Regions from separate parts of the Macaca mulatta genome. Here region 2 is linked to region 1. A link is a contact called in public Hi-C data. All regions are on one chromosome and are shown on one strand. Each heading gives the region's core, a stretch centred on a gene start, on an enhancer-like site or on the middle of the called end of the contact. The rest is flanking DNA. Distances are from core to core; before and after follow the strand shown. Region 1 holds the start of TMC5 (transmembrane channel like 5). Region 2 holds the start of GDE1 (glycerophosphodiester phosphodiesterase 1).

Region 1 (6,140 bases), core at 1,123-3,622:
GATGAACTGAGGTCAGGAGTTCAAGACCAGCCTGGCCAACATGACGAAACCCCATCTCTACTAAAAATACAAAAAAACTAGCCGGGCATGGTGGTGGGCACCTGTAATCTCAGCTACCTGGGAGGCTGAGGCAGGAGAATTACTTGAACCTGGAAGACAAGAGATGGCAGTAAGCCCAGATCACACCATGGCACTCCAGCCTGGGCAACAGAGTGAGACTCTGTCTCAAAAAAATAAATTAAAAAAAAAAAAAAAAAAAGTTGGGCTTGGTGGCTCATGCCTGTAATCCCAGCACTTTAGGAGTCTGAGGAAGGAGGATCTTTTGAGCCCAGAAGTTCAAGACCAGACTGGGCAACATAGACCCCCATCTCTACAAAAATTTAAACAATTAGCTCGGCATGGTGGTGTGTGCCTATAGTCCCAGTTACTCAGGAGGCTGAAGCAGGAGGATCGCTTGAGCCTGGGAGGTTGAAGCTGCATGAGCTATAATCACAGCACTGCACTCCAGCCTGGGCAATAGAGCAAGACAGCAACTCAAAAGAAAAAAAAAATCCCAGAAAAACCCCATAGGATAGGTGCTATTATTGTCCTCATTTTACAGATAAGGAAACTGAGGCACAGAGGAATCAGATAACTGCCACATTTACCCTGCTAGGAGGTGATGGAACCTGGATTGCACGTCAAGATCACACAGACTCCTCTACAGACCACCCAGGTAACATGGGGTGACTTATTCAACCTCTTTAAACTTTTGTCTCCTAATCAGTAGTCTGAAACTAGCAGGGGTTATTGGAAGGATAAAAGGTAACTTATGCTCCTTATTCATTCAACAAGTATTTATAGGACATCTACTGTGTGCCAGGCACTGGGGATGTATCTGCAAGCAAAACAGAAAAAAATCTTACCCTTCCAGCATGCACACATTGGTAGGGGGACACGTATGTGGGTTAGCTCAGTAGATCTTCACAACCCCATAGGCAAGCTACTATTACTGCACCTGTTTCACAGATAGGGAAAAGGATCTCAGAAGTGGCAAACCCAAGTTCACCCTTCTGAGAAATGGTAGGACCTGGATTAGATAATATCCAGTCTCCGGAGTTTGACTTCCTGAATTCAAATCCCACAGTTTCCAATTAATTGCTGTTGGCAAGTTACTTAATGGTCTGAAACTAGATCTCCCAAGGGTAAAATAGGAGCAGGAGACCCTATTTCATAGATTACCCCAGGAGAAATAGCAACATGTAACATTTAGGAAGCAAACAAGGCTCACAGAATCTCTGTGAGGGAAGTCTAATTTTAACCATTTTTTTTCTTTCTTTCTTTTTTAAACAGGTGTGGAAACTGGATCCCAGAGAGGATAAGTAACCTGTCCAGAGGTGCACAACACACGAACAGTTCGCTTCCAAAACTCATGTTCGCTCTGACCCAGGCCGCTGCTCAGATAAAAAAACTCACCGGATTGGGCATCGATTATTCTTTTCTTCCTGCACCTGCGGGGATGGCTGCACGAGGGCGGTGGTCCCGCCGTGTGCATTCCCCGGAAGCTTTCTTAAATGCAAAGGGTCCGAACGCGGCTGTCTGAGGCTGGAGCCGCAGCCCTCTACGTGCTCCCGGATTCCCGCGCCTGGTGTTTTTCCCTGCACTCTGGCGCCACACCCCGCTCGCTCCCCGCTCCCGGCCACTGCTGCCACGCTTGGGGGCCCAGCGCTGGGGACACCCCGCCCAGTTCTTCCCAGACTCTCTGGGAGCCGGCGAGGGGGCTCCGCCAAGACACCCCTGCTCGGCTGGCAGCCCGGGCGCTGGCCCCACTCCTGGCGAACCCGCCTCACCTCTTGGCGCTCCTGTTGCCGCTGCGTGCGCTGGCCCTCTAGTCGACCCCGGCCTGGGGCAGCCCGCAGGCGGCGCGCCCTGCTCCAGAGACGGCCTTCCTGCCTCGGGGGCCGATCGCTTTCTTCTGGGAATTGAGCCAGTTCCTGTTGGGTTGGGAGGCCTGCTGGCATCCGAGACCTCTATCCACTGCCCGTAGTCTGCATTCATTCTTTCTTTCCGTGAGCCAGCCTTACCCGGAGGCCACCAGATGCCGCGCAGGCCGGTTGCAGAACTCGGAGGACCCAGCAGGCGCACGGGCCAGGGTTGCGCTCTCCAAAACTCTGGCCAAGAGCCACATCATCTAATCCTAAGGGAAATACAAGTCCTCTCATGATTATCACTAACTACGAGATAAATGCAAATCAAAACCATAATGAGATATTGGAACAGGAATTAAAAGAAATTAAAGAGTGCGTAAGCAGAAACTCAGCTGTATGTAAGAAAACTCGGTTCCCCCTGAGAAAGAAAAAGAGCTGGAGTCCTTTAAAAACGCCTATTTTTCTGTGGCTAGTGAGCCTTATCTCTCCTCCCTTCCCAGGCCTTGTGAAGCCCCTGATTCCCTAGCTGTGTAGCTGCAATGTCACTAGACAGATAAACTCAAGTCACAAAACATGTTTCTCCTTGAAAAGTAAGAAATGATGTAACACATGTCTCAGTTGAATAACTGCCTTTGATTCTCGCTTCTGTAGTATGCTTCCCCCTGCACAGATCTCCCTACCCCCACGAAATGCTTAAAAGGTAACTTAACTCTTTGTTCAGCGCTCAGTCCTTTGGATGTTAATCCGACTGGGCCAGTGCACCTAAATAATTAATAAATATCCTCCTGAACCCCATCGGTCTCTCTGATTCCTTAAAAATCCCACCAATGGCGTAAACCCGGGAGGCGGAGCCTGCAGTGAGCTGAGATTCGGCCACTGCACTCCAGCCTGGGCGACAGAGCGAGGCTCCATCTCAAAAAAAAAAAAAATCCTGCAACATTTCCACCTCACATCTACTAGACTGGCCACTATCAAAAAACAAAAACAAACAAACAAAAAATAAGTGTTGATGAGGATGTGGAGAAATTGTGCACTGTTAGTGGGAATGCAAAATGGGTGCCACTGTGGAAAACAGTATAGTGGTTCCTCAAAAAAAAACAAAAACAGAAGGGTATATATGCAAAAAAAATTCAAAGCAAGATCTCAAAATGACATTTGGGCTGGGCATCATAGCTCAGTCCTGTAGTTCCAGCACTTTGGGAGGTTGAGGCAGGTAGATCACTTGTGCCCAGGAGTTTGAGACTGGCCTGGGCAACATGGTGAAACCCAGTCTCCACAAAAAAATACAAAAATTAGCCAGGCATGGTGGCACATGCCTGTAGTTCCAACTACTCAGGAGACTGAGGTATAAGGATGGCTTGAGCCTGGGAAGTGGAGGCTGCAGTGAACATTAATCATGCCACTGCACTCTAGCCCAGGCAACAAAGGAAGACCCTGCCTCAAAAAAAAAAAAAAAAAAAATTTGCACACCCATGTTTATTGCAGCATTATTCACCATAGTCACGCGTTAAAAGCAAACTAAATGTCCATCAGCAGATGAATGGGTAAAGACAATGTGGTTATGGTTATATACACACAATGGAATATTATGCAGCCTTAAAAAAGAAGGAAATCCCATCACATACTACCACATGGATGAATCTCAAGGACATTATGCTGAGCAAAATAAACCAGGCACAGGAGGGCAAATACTGTATGATTTCAATCATTGGAAGTACCTAAAGCAATCAAAATCATAGAAACAGAAAGGAGAAATGTAGTTGCCAATGGCTTAGAGAAAGGAGGAGGGAGATAATTCGTGTGCAATGAGCATAGAACTTTGGTTTTTCAAGATGAAAACATTCTAAAGATCTGTTACACAATGTGAATACTTCCTATACTTCACACTGATGAACTATACAGTTAAAAATAATTAAGACTGGTAAATTTAATCAGGTGTGTTTTTACCACAATATTGAAATGTCATTATGTCCTTACAATGACATAAATGTGATTGTGATTATTGCAACCAAGAAGAGGTATGTAATGCTGTAAGAATTTATAATTAGGGGCATTCCCCCAGTGTCAGGGAAGGTTTCCCTAAGGAAATAATGCTTCAGTGAACATCTGAGTCAAAGTCAAAGTGGGGAGGTCACATGGCAAGTCTAATTTCTTGTATATAATACAGTCATCTGTCCATTTGAACTTTTCTGCTTTGTAAGTAGAATCAAGGATAATGGGGGCATGATGGCAGAGGCCTATAGTCCCCAGCTACCTAGAAGGCTGAGGTAGGAGGACTGCTTGAACCCAAGAGTTTGAGACTGCCATGAGCTGTGACTGCACTACTGCACTCCAGCCTGGGCAATAGAGTGAGACCCTGTCTCAAAAAAAATTTTTTTTAATGTTAAAAGGTGAAAAAAAATAATAATGATGACAACAACAGCCAACATGTACTGATAAATAATTCAATTAATTACTTAATTAACATAGTAGTTAAGTGCAGGGATTCTGAAGCCATACTATTTGACTTTGAATTCCAGTTCTGCTATATCCTTACTAGTTTCATAATCTTGGACCAACTACTTAATCTCTGTGCCTCAGTTTCTTCATCTGTAAAATGAGGGCAATAATAGTGAGACAGCCAGTTGGGAGGGGATCCCTCAATAATCTCCAGCCTCTCCAGTCGGCCTGCACACTGGGAGGAGCCACACAAGTTTGTGCTGTTTGCAGCATGGAGGAGCCTGGCCCCTCCTCTTTCTGTGTGGAACCTGGGATTTGAATGGCCAGGTGGAAAGTGCTCTAACAGACTCTGGCCCAGTGAGAGTCCCTATTTCCCCCTTTTCCTCCTTTTCACCCAATAAAACCCTGTCTTACTCACCATTCAAATTGTCTGTGAGTCTGAATTTTCATGACCGTGGGACAAAAAAATCCTATATTTAGCTGAACTAAGGAAAAGCCCTGCAACATTTTTGGTACCCAATGTGGGGCCTGAGAAGTGGTGAGTGAGCTGCAAATCAAGAATTATTTTTCGGCCGGGCGCGGTGGCTCAAGCCTGTAATCCCAGCACTTTGGGAGGCCGAGACGGGCGGATCACGAGGTCAGGAGATCGAGACCATCCTGGCTAACACAATGAAACCCCGTCTCCACTAAAAATACAAAAAAATTAGCCGGGCGCGGTGGCGGCGCCTGTAGTCCTAGCTACTCGGGAGGCTGAGGCAGGAGAATGGCGGGAACCCGGGAGGCGGAGCTTGCAGTGAGCCGAGATCGCGCCACTGCACTCCAGCCTGGGCGACAGAGCGAGACTCCGCCTCAAAAAAAAAAAAAAAAAAAAGAATTATTTTTCTCTCTCCCTTCTGAGCCTTTTCATCCTCATGGCCTTTTCCTTCCTCTTTTGGGATGGACCAGAAAGCAGCTCCCCGCTGCTCCCCACTCCCTCACGGGGCTGGGATGCATGGCCCAAGGGCCCCACACAGCTGGCTGGCTGGTTCCCAGTGACACCTCACTGCAGCAGCCTTCTCTTTTCCTAGCCAAGGAGTTTAACTCTACCAGACAGTAATTAAGCTTAAACTTGTCTCTCTGGTGGAGGACCTACTTGCATAAGAATAAGACATTCTTCCCCAGGCATTTTTAAGCTGTTTATTTTTCTTTCCTATTCTCCACCCTATCAGCAGTTAATTTTTAAAGTTTTTTGTTTTTTTTTTTTTCTTTTATAAATCGTTTTTACCAGGCCAGGCTCCAAAGCTATCACTGTTTCTATTTTCTGCGAAGTTTTGGTTGTGAAATCAAGCCTCCATCTTGTTTTACATCCTGAGGGCATGGCTTGTAACTTTGGTGGCAAGGCTTTGTTTAGCAGTCCTACCTTAGGGAATACATTTCTTTCTGGTTTGCTATTTGTGTGTTTTCCTAGCCCTGTCTCTTAAAGGGCCCCACCCAGTGGACTGGGTTTTCTTCTGTCTGTGTCTGTGTTATATGTGATGTCTGTAAAAAGAGCTCTAATTAATTTGGCCTACAGAAAGACAAGCGCTTGCATCTAAAAAATTTTTTTTTTTTTTTTGAGACGGAGTCTCGCTCTGTCGCCCAGGCTGGAGTGCAGTGGCGCAATCTCGGCTCATTGCAAGCTCCGCCTCCCGGGTTCACGCCATTCTCCGGCCTCAGCCTCCCGAGTAGCTGGGACTACAGGCGCCCGCCACTGCGCCCGGCTAATTTTTTTCTATTTTTAGTAGAGACGGGGTTTCACCATGGTCTCGATCTCCT
Region 2 (6,457 bases), core at 1,264-3,763, 120 kb before region 1:
GAAAAACGGCCCCCAAAATTTGATCACCACGATGGTGTTCTCCGGCTCTGGCCCTAGTTTTATTTCCCAGGAAAAAGCCCCTGCCCTCTCCCCAGCGCCCCATGCCCACCTCCTCCAGCTCCTCCGATTTAAGGCTCCAAACCGAGGGCCCTCCAGGCGGGGCCGGCATCGGAGCATCACCTCAGCGCCCGGTGCTGGCTGCCCCCGGGGTCCCGCCTCCCTACAGCCGGCGCCTTTCCACGCGGGGCTCGAGGCCCGGGAGCCCAACAGAGCCCGCCCTCAACTCCTCAGGGCGCCAATTTCGCCTCGCCAGACCACTTCTCAGCCCGGACCCGCCGAGGCTCGAGCCCCCTCCTTATGCACACACCTGATCCCCCACGGCCCCTTCAGGTCCTCTCCCCTCGCCACGGGCCTTGTCAGGAAGCGAATGGCTCAAATGGTACTGACAGAGCGCAGCTCGGTCCGCCGCCGCCTTCTCCTCCTCCTCCCCGCCATATTACAGATCTCAAGCGGCAACGCGGGCTCCTGGCAACCGCCGCCGCGGCCACCCCGACTCCACCTCTCAGGGCCGGCACTTCCGGTGGTTGCTTCCAGGGCTGTTAAAACCGTTGGGCCACCAGAACACTACAATCCCCGAGGTGCATTGCGCGCCCGCGATGGAGGACGTAATGCTTACGGACAGCACGCTGCACGCCGGGAAACGTAGTCTTCAATGCAAGCTACAGACTAGACTGTATTAATAAATGTACTTATTTAGTATAATAGGACCACCCCTCAGGGTCTGAAGCCCCCTGAAGTGTTCCTTGAGGTTGCCATTTTTTTCTTATGTGTATAAAGATAACCCCTTTCTATGTAGCCGTTATAAAACATGTAACATTCACCAAAATATTTTCTTGTAGATAAAAACGCTGAACCCACCCGGGGTGATGGCTTACGCCTATAATTCCAACATTTTGGAAGCCGAGGCGGGAGGATCGCTTGAGCCCAGGAGTTCGAGATCAGCCTGGGCAGCAAAGGGAGACGGCGGCATCTCTACAAAAATTTTAAAAATTAGCCGGGTGGGGTGGCGCTAGCCTGTGGTCCCAGCTACTTGGGAGGCTGAGGTCGGAAGATGGCTTGAGCCCAGGAGGTCGAAGCTTCAGTGAGCCGGGATTGTACCACTGCATTCCAACCTGGGCGATAGAGTGAGACTGTCTGGAAAAATAAAAAATAAAAAAGGCTGAATCCTAGTTGCCAACTGGAAGGCTTAAGACATTTATCCCCTTTTGCAAATCAGTGGGAAAATGCACTAAAGGAAAAAAGGTAACGGAAAAATCCCTGAATCTTTTTGGAAAGTTCTCTACATAAAAATGTTACCAGCCTTCCAAAATATGTCCAGGGGTCCCTTTTCATTGCCTAACTCGGCTTTACAGTCTATCTCTCTTATCCTCCTTCCAGTGCCTGTTTTTGCATATGTTAAATGGTGGGTTAAAGGTGCCTATCACAAGGGTAGTTGTGAGGCACAGTTGAGGTAACTCTTGCACAGCCCCTGGTACAAAAGCCCTTAGCAGAAGTAAGATTAGGGGGAGGAGGAGTGAAAATGTCACAAGTCACTAGGGAGGCCTTTATGTCAGTCCCCATCCTGCCATTAACTGCTTAATTCACCTATCCTCAGTTTCCTCATCTATGAAATAAGGGAATCCTTAAAACCCCTTCCAGTTTTATAATCCGATTGTGCCTTCTTTGCTAGGCTCTTCCAGTCCCCCAGAATCAGGAAAATTAAGTCGATTGAAATCAGTCTCCTGAGATAATAACTGTTAGGCTGTATTGAGAATGAGATAAGCATATAAAGTGTTTGCTCACCAAGTATCTAGGACATGGTAAGTGCTCTGTAAACGTTAGGTGTACTTGCTAACACTTTTATTTCCACCCACGAGAATGTGAGTCCCGTAAGAGCAAAAACCCTGTAGGTCCTGTTCAACTGTGTCCGGAGCACCTGGACCGGTATTTGGTACATCTTGAACTGAACTGAACTGAACTGAACTGAACGGAATTGAATTGAATTGAACTGATAGTCTAAGCATCCTGCCTCTCCAAGTTCCCTGGACTTCAGTTTCCTCCAGGGCAGATAAAGGAGTCACTAAAATCCCTCCCAGTCCTACAGCTTTAGGACGGTTCTTAGCCCTCCTTTTCTCGCCTAGGAGTCTGAAAGCCCAGGTTGAAATTCAGACCCCAGAAAACCCTAAGCCACTTTGGGTTTGGAATGTGAGCCTAGGGTCTAGGGTCTGGGGCCTGGGCCTGGGGCTGGGGCCTGGGCCCGCCCCCGTTGCCAGGGAGCGGCTCCGCCTACTAGCGCTGCGAATCCCGATCCCTGATTGGCTAGGCAGCCGACTGCCTCTCTGGATGTGTCCGCTGCCGCCATTGTGCGGCGCTGGTCCACTCAGAGGGTGCCCGCTGCTGCCGGTGCCTTGGACCCTCCCCCTCGCTTCTCGCTCTCCTGCCCCGGGAGCCCGGCGGGTCCGGGACTCCAGTCCGTGCCGGTGCGGGCGCCGGCATGTGGCTGTGGGAGGACCAGGGCGGCCTCTTGGGCCCTTTCTCCTTCCTGCTGCTGGTGCTGCTGCTGGTGACGCGAAGCCCGGTCAATGCCTGCCTCCTCACCGGCAGCCTCTTCGTTCTGCTGCGCGTCTTCAGCTTTGAGCCGGTGCCCTCTTGCAGGGTCCTGCAGGTGCTCAAGCCCCGGGACCGCATTTCTGCCATCGCCCACCGCGGCGGCAGCCACGACGCGCCCGAGAACACGCTGGCGGCCATTCGGCAGGTGAGACACCCACGCCTCGCGCCCCTCGGTCCTCCCGAGAGCTCGGACTTCTACTTTTCCTTCCCAGGGTTCCCCGATCTACTCAAGACGACCTTCCCACTTCCTCATTCGTCCACAAGGCACACTCCCGGCCCTTGATCCCTCCCACTGTCTAGGGATCTCCCGACTTCAGGTTTTATATTTACAGACGACAGCAGATATGTATATCGTTTCTGTGGGACTGACGTTGAGATTACATCCAGGAACAAGGTCAAAAGTGTCCCTGGTTTACAGAGTGTACATCGGAGTGGGGGAGGCAAGCCTTAAACAAGTAAACATGTAAATGAGATAACTTTAAGAGAGTGAAAGGTGCAATGAAGAAATCGGGGGAACTCGAGGGGAGGAGTTACGCTATTTTATTTAGATGGAGTAGTCCAGAGAAATCGTCTCCGAAGAAGCAACATTTGAACAGAAACCGGAGTTATAAGGAGCCAGGCAGACGCAGAAGGTCCTGAGATGGGAATAATATAGAGGTGTTCAGGTAACAGAAGAGGCAGTGTGTGGCCGGACTTCAAGGAACAGAACAAAGACTGGTGTGTGAATGAAGTAGGAAATGGGTCAGGTCAAATAGGGTCTTGGTCAGTAATTGAGGTTAGTCTAAATAGCTCACCCTTCACAGGACATACCTTTGCTTGTCGTCTGAGTCACGTGAGTAATTTCCTTATCACCTTTTCCCCAGACACACACATTGGCACTCGCACAAGCCTGGCAGCTGGACTCATAACAATTTTTGCCCTCTCTTTTTCATAAGGCACTCCTGAAACTTTTGGTACCTCCCAGCTCTTGGCATTCTCCTGGCTTCATAATAATGACAGCTTACAGAGAGGGCTTTTCAGTGGATTAGGTGCTTTTGCATCTGTGTAAATGTATCTGATTCTCTTCTTTTTTTTTTTTTTTTTTCTCTCTCTCTCCTTCCTTCTTTTTTTTTTTTTTTTTTTTTTTTTTTTTTTTTTTTTTTTGTGGACAGAGTTTCACTCTTTTACCCAGGCTGAAGTGCAGTGGTGCAATCTCCGTGCACTGCAACCTCTGCCTTCCGTGTTCAAGCGAGTCTCGTGCCTCAGCCTCCCGAGTAGCTGGGATTACAGGCGCCCACCACCACGCCCAGCTAATTTTTATATTTTTAGTAGAGACGGGGTTCTGCTATGTTGACCAGACTGGTCTCAAACTCCTGGCCTCAAAGTGATCCTCCCGCCTCAACCTCCTAAGGTGCTACGATTACAGACATGAGCCATCACACCTGGCCTCCCTCATTTCCTTTTTTTCGTTTTTTTTTTTTAAACGGAGTCTCACTGTCGCCCAGGCTGGAGTGCATTGGCATGACCTCAGCTCACTGCAACCTCTGTATACCAGGTTCAAGTGATTCTCCTGCCTCAGCCTCCCAAGTAGCTGGGATTACAGGTGCCTGCCACCACACCCAGCTAATTTTTGTTATTTTTAGTAGAGGGAGGGTTTCACTATGTTGGCCAGGCTGGTCTCAAATTCCTGACTTTCAGTGATCCGCCCGTCTTGGTCTCCCAAAGTGCTGGGATTACAGGCATGAGCCACCGTGCCCGGCTCCAGATTTATACATTTTAAAAATTAATTTATTTATTTATTTAAATTTATGGGGGTTTTTTTTGGTTTTGGTTTTTTTGTTTGTTTTTTGAGATGGAGTTTCACTCTTGTTGCCCAGGGTGGAGTTCAATGGCGCGATCTGTGCTCACTGTAACCTCTGCCTCCGGGGTTCAAGTGGTTCTCCTGCCTCAGCCTCTCGAGTAACTGGGATTACAGACATGTGCCACCATGCCCAGCTAATTTTGTATTTTTTTAGTAGAGACAGGGTTTTGCCATGTTGTTCAGGCTAGTCTTGAACTCTCAACCTCAGGTGATCCGCCCGCCTCAGCCTCCCAAAGTGCTGGGATTACAGATGTAAGCCACCGTGCCCGGCCAAGATTTATACTTTTAAAGCTGCACTCTGGCCCGTGTGGAGAATGTACTGTGGGTGTAATTTCATTCCTTTGCCATTGTTTATAATAGTGTATCTGTTTTTGGAATACACTCAATTCACATTTATCAAGTTTTTCCTTGTATATGTCATTTATAATCTACCAGAAATTCTAGCACTGTCAGAAATGTATGTATGTATATATACATTCGACTTTACCAATACTTTTATTTATTTGTTTGTTTATTTATTTATTTTTGAGACAAGGTCTCTCTCTGTCAGCCAGGTTTGAGTGCAGTGGGGCAATCTCAGCTCACTGCAACTTCCACCTCCCAGGCTGAAGCGATTGTTGTGCCTCAGGCTCCTGAGTAGCTAAGATTACAGGTGTGCTCCTCCACGCCCGGCTAATTTTTGTTTCTTTTTTTAGTAGAGATGGCGTTTTGCCATGTTGGCAAGGCTGGTCTCGAACTCCTGACCTCAAGTGATCCACTTGCTTCAGCCTCCCAAAGTGCTGGGATTACAGGCATGAGCCACTGCCTGACCGACTTTACCAGTACTTCTATGTCATTCCAGTAACTGAGATAGAAAGATGAACCCCTGGTTCTAGTTCACATATTAGTATATATAAGAGATATTGCAAGTTCAGTTCCAGACCTGAGTAAATAGTCAATAAAGCAAATATTGTAATAAAGGGAGTCACAAATTTTTTGGTTTCTCAGTGCATATAAAAGTTATGTTTATACTATATTGTAATCTATTAAGTATGTGTGTATGTATAGATATGCACATATACACACATATATAGGTTTTCATCCATGGTTCCTTTCTCATAACTCTCAGCCCTTGCTACAGTCTTTTGTTAGGCATCCTAGGCCTTAGGAGCAGGCCTCAGGAAACAGAATCTCTCTGACCTTCTCCTGCCCTCCTTTCACCTGCCCCAAGGCAGGACTGGAATCTTTCCCTGTCTTTCAAATTGTGAGTCTTAAGACCCCCCTCAGAGAGGGACCCCACCCTATACCCTGGGGGAAGGAATGCTGACATCATGAAGCTTCCATAAAAACCTAAGAGGAATTAAAAAAATAAAAACTAAAATAAACCTAAGAGGACTTGAACCCAATTGATTAGAAGTTCCAGAGGCCCCAGCTTGCTATTTGTGTCTGGAGGAGGTTGGGATGCAGTCTTGGGGACCAAGCCCTCGACCTGTGATCTGACACTGTCTCCAGGTATGTAGTATCAAAATCGAGTTGGAGGATACTCAGCTGGTGTCCACTACTTATTGGTGGAGAAAAAATCCCACATTTTTGGTCCCAGAAGTCGGGGTTGATTGTTGTGATGTGAGAGCAGAGGGAAAATGTGGTGTGTTTTTCCAAAATAGTTGTACATCTGTATCACATGGGAAAAGCAAGATTTAAATAAGGCAGAAAAATCTCCACCCATAAAGGACATTATTGATAAATTTGACTATATTACCTTTAAAGATGTGTTTAAAAGGACATAATAAATAACAATGGCTATTGAAATCTTAACTATTCACTAGCACAGTTTTCTATGTTAAGTAAAAACCTATAAGGGAGTGACATGACAATGATACACACACCAACTTTAAGATGGTAATTTCCTCTGGAGAGGAAAGGAAGAGAATGAAAGGGAGAATTTCAGCTGTATCTGTAGTGTTGATAGTAAAACCGAAGTGGATAAGA

Evidence for each region. A called contact is a pair of places that touch in the nucleus more often than the background predicts.
Region 2: a Hi-C map of lung fibroblasts shows a contact between it and region 1, with 3 times the contacts expected there. The contact joins the promoter of GDE1 here to the promoter of TMC5 in region 1. A contact is called at or near these places in 4 of 14 Hi-C or Micro-C datasets (blood, fetal cortical plate, liver and 1 more).

Annotation. Positions count from the first base shown.
Region 1 is chr20:19,425,352-19,431,491 of T2T-MMU8v2.0, reverse strand. TMC5 (transmembrane channel like 5) reads right to left here and starts at 2,372. Exons shown (of 22, transcript XM_015125724.3): 1 at 1,830-2,372. LOC144338080 (a long non-coding RNA gene) reads left to right here. Exons shown (of 4, transcript XR_013411888.1): 3 at 602-715; 4 at 1,333-2,702.
Region 2 is chr20:19,541,281-19,547,737 of T2T-MMU8v2.0, reverse strand. It overlaps GDE1 (glycerophosphodiester phosphodiesterase 1), which reads left to right and starts at 2,513. Exons shown (of 6, transcript NM_001260575.1): 1 at 2,513-2,794. The coding sequence starts at 2,534. CCP110 (centriolar coiled-coil protein 110) reads right to left here and starts at 514. Exons shown (of 13, transcript XM_077986357.1): 1 at 368-514.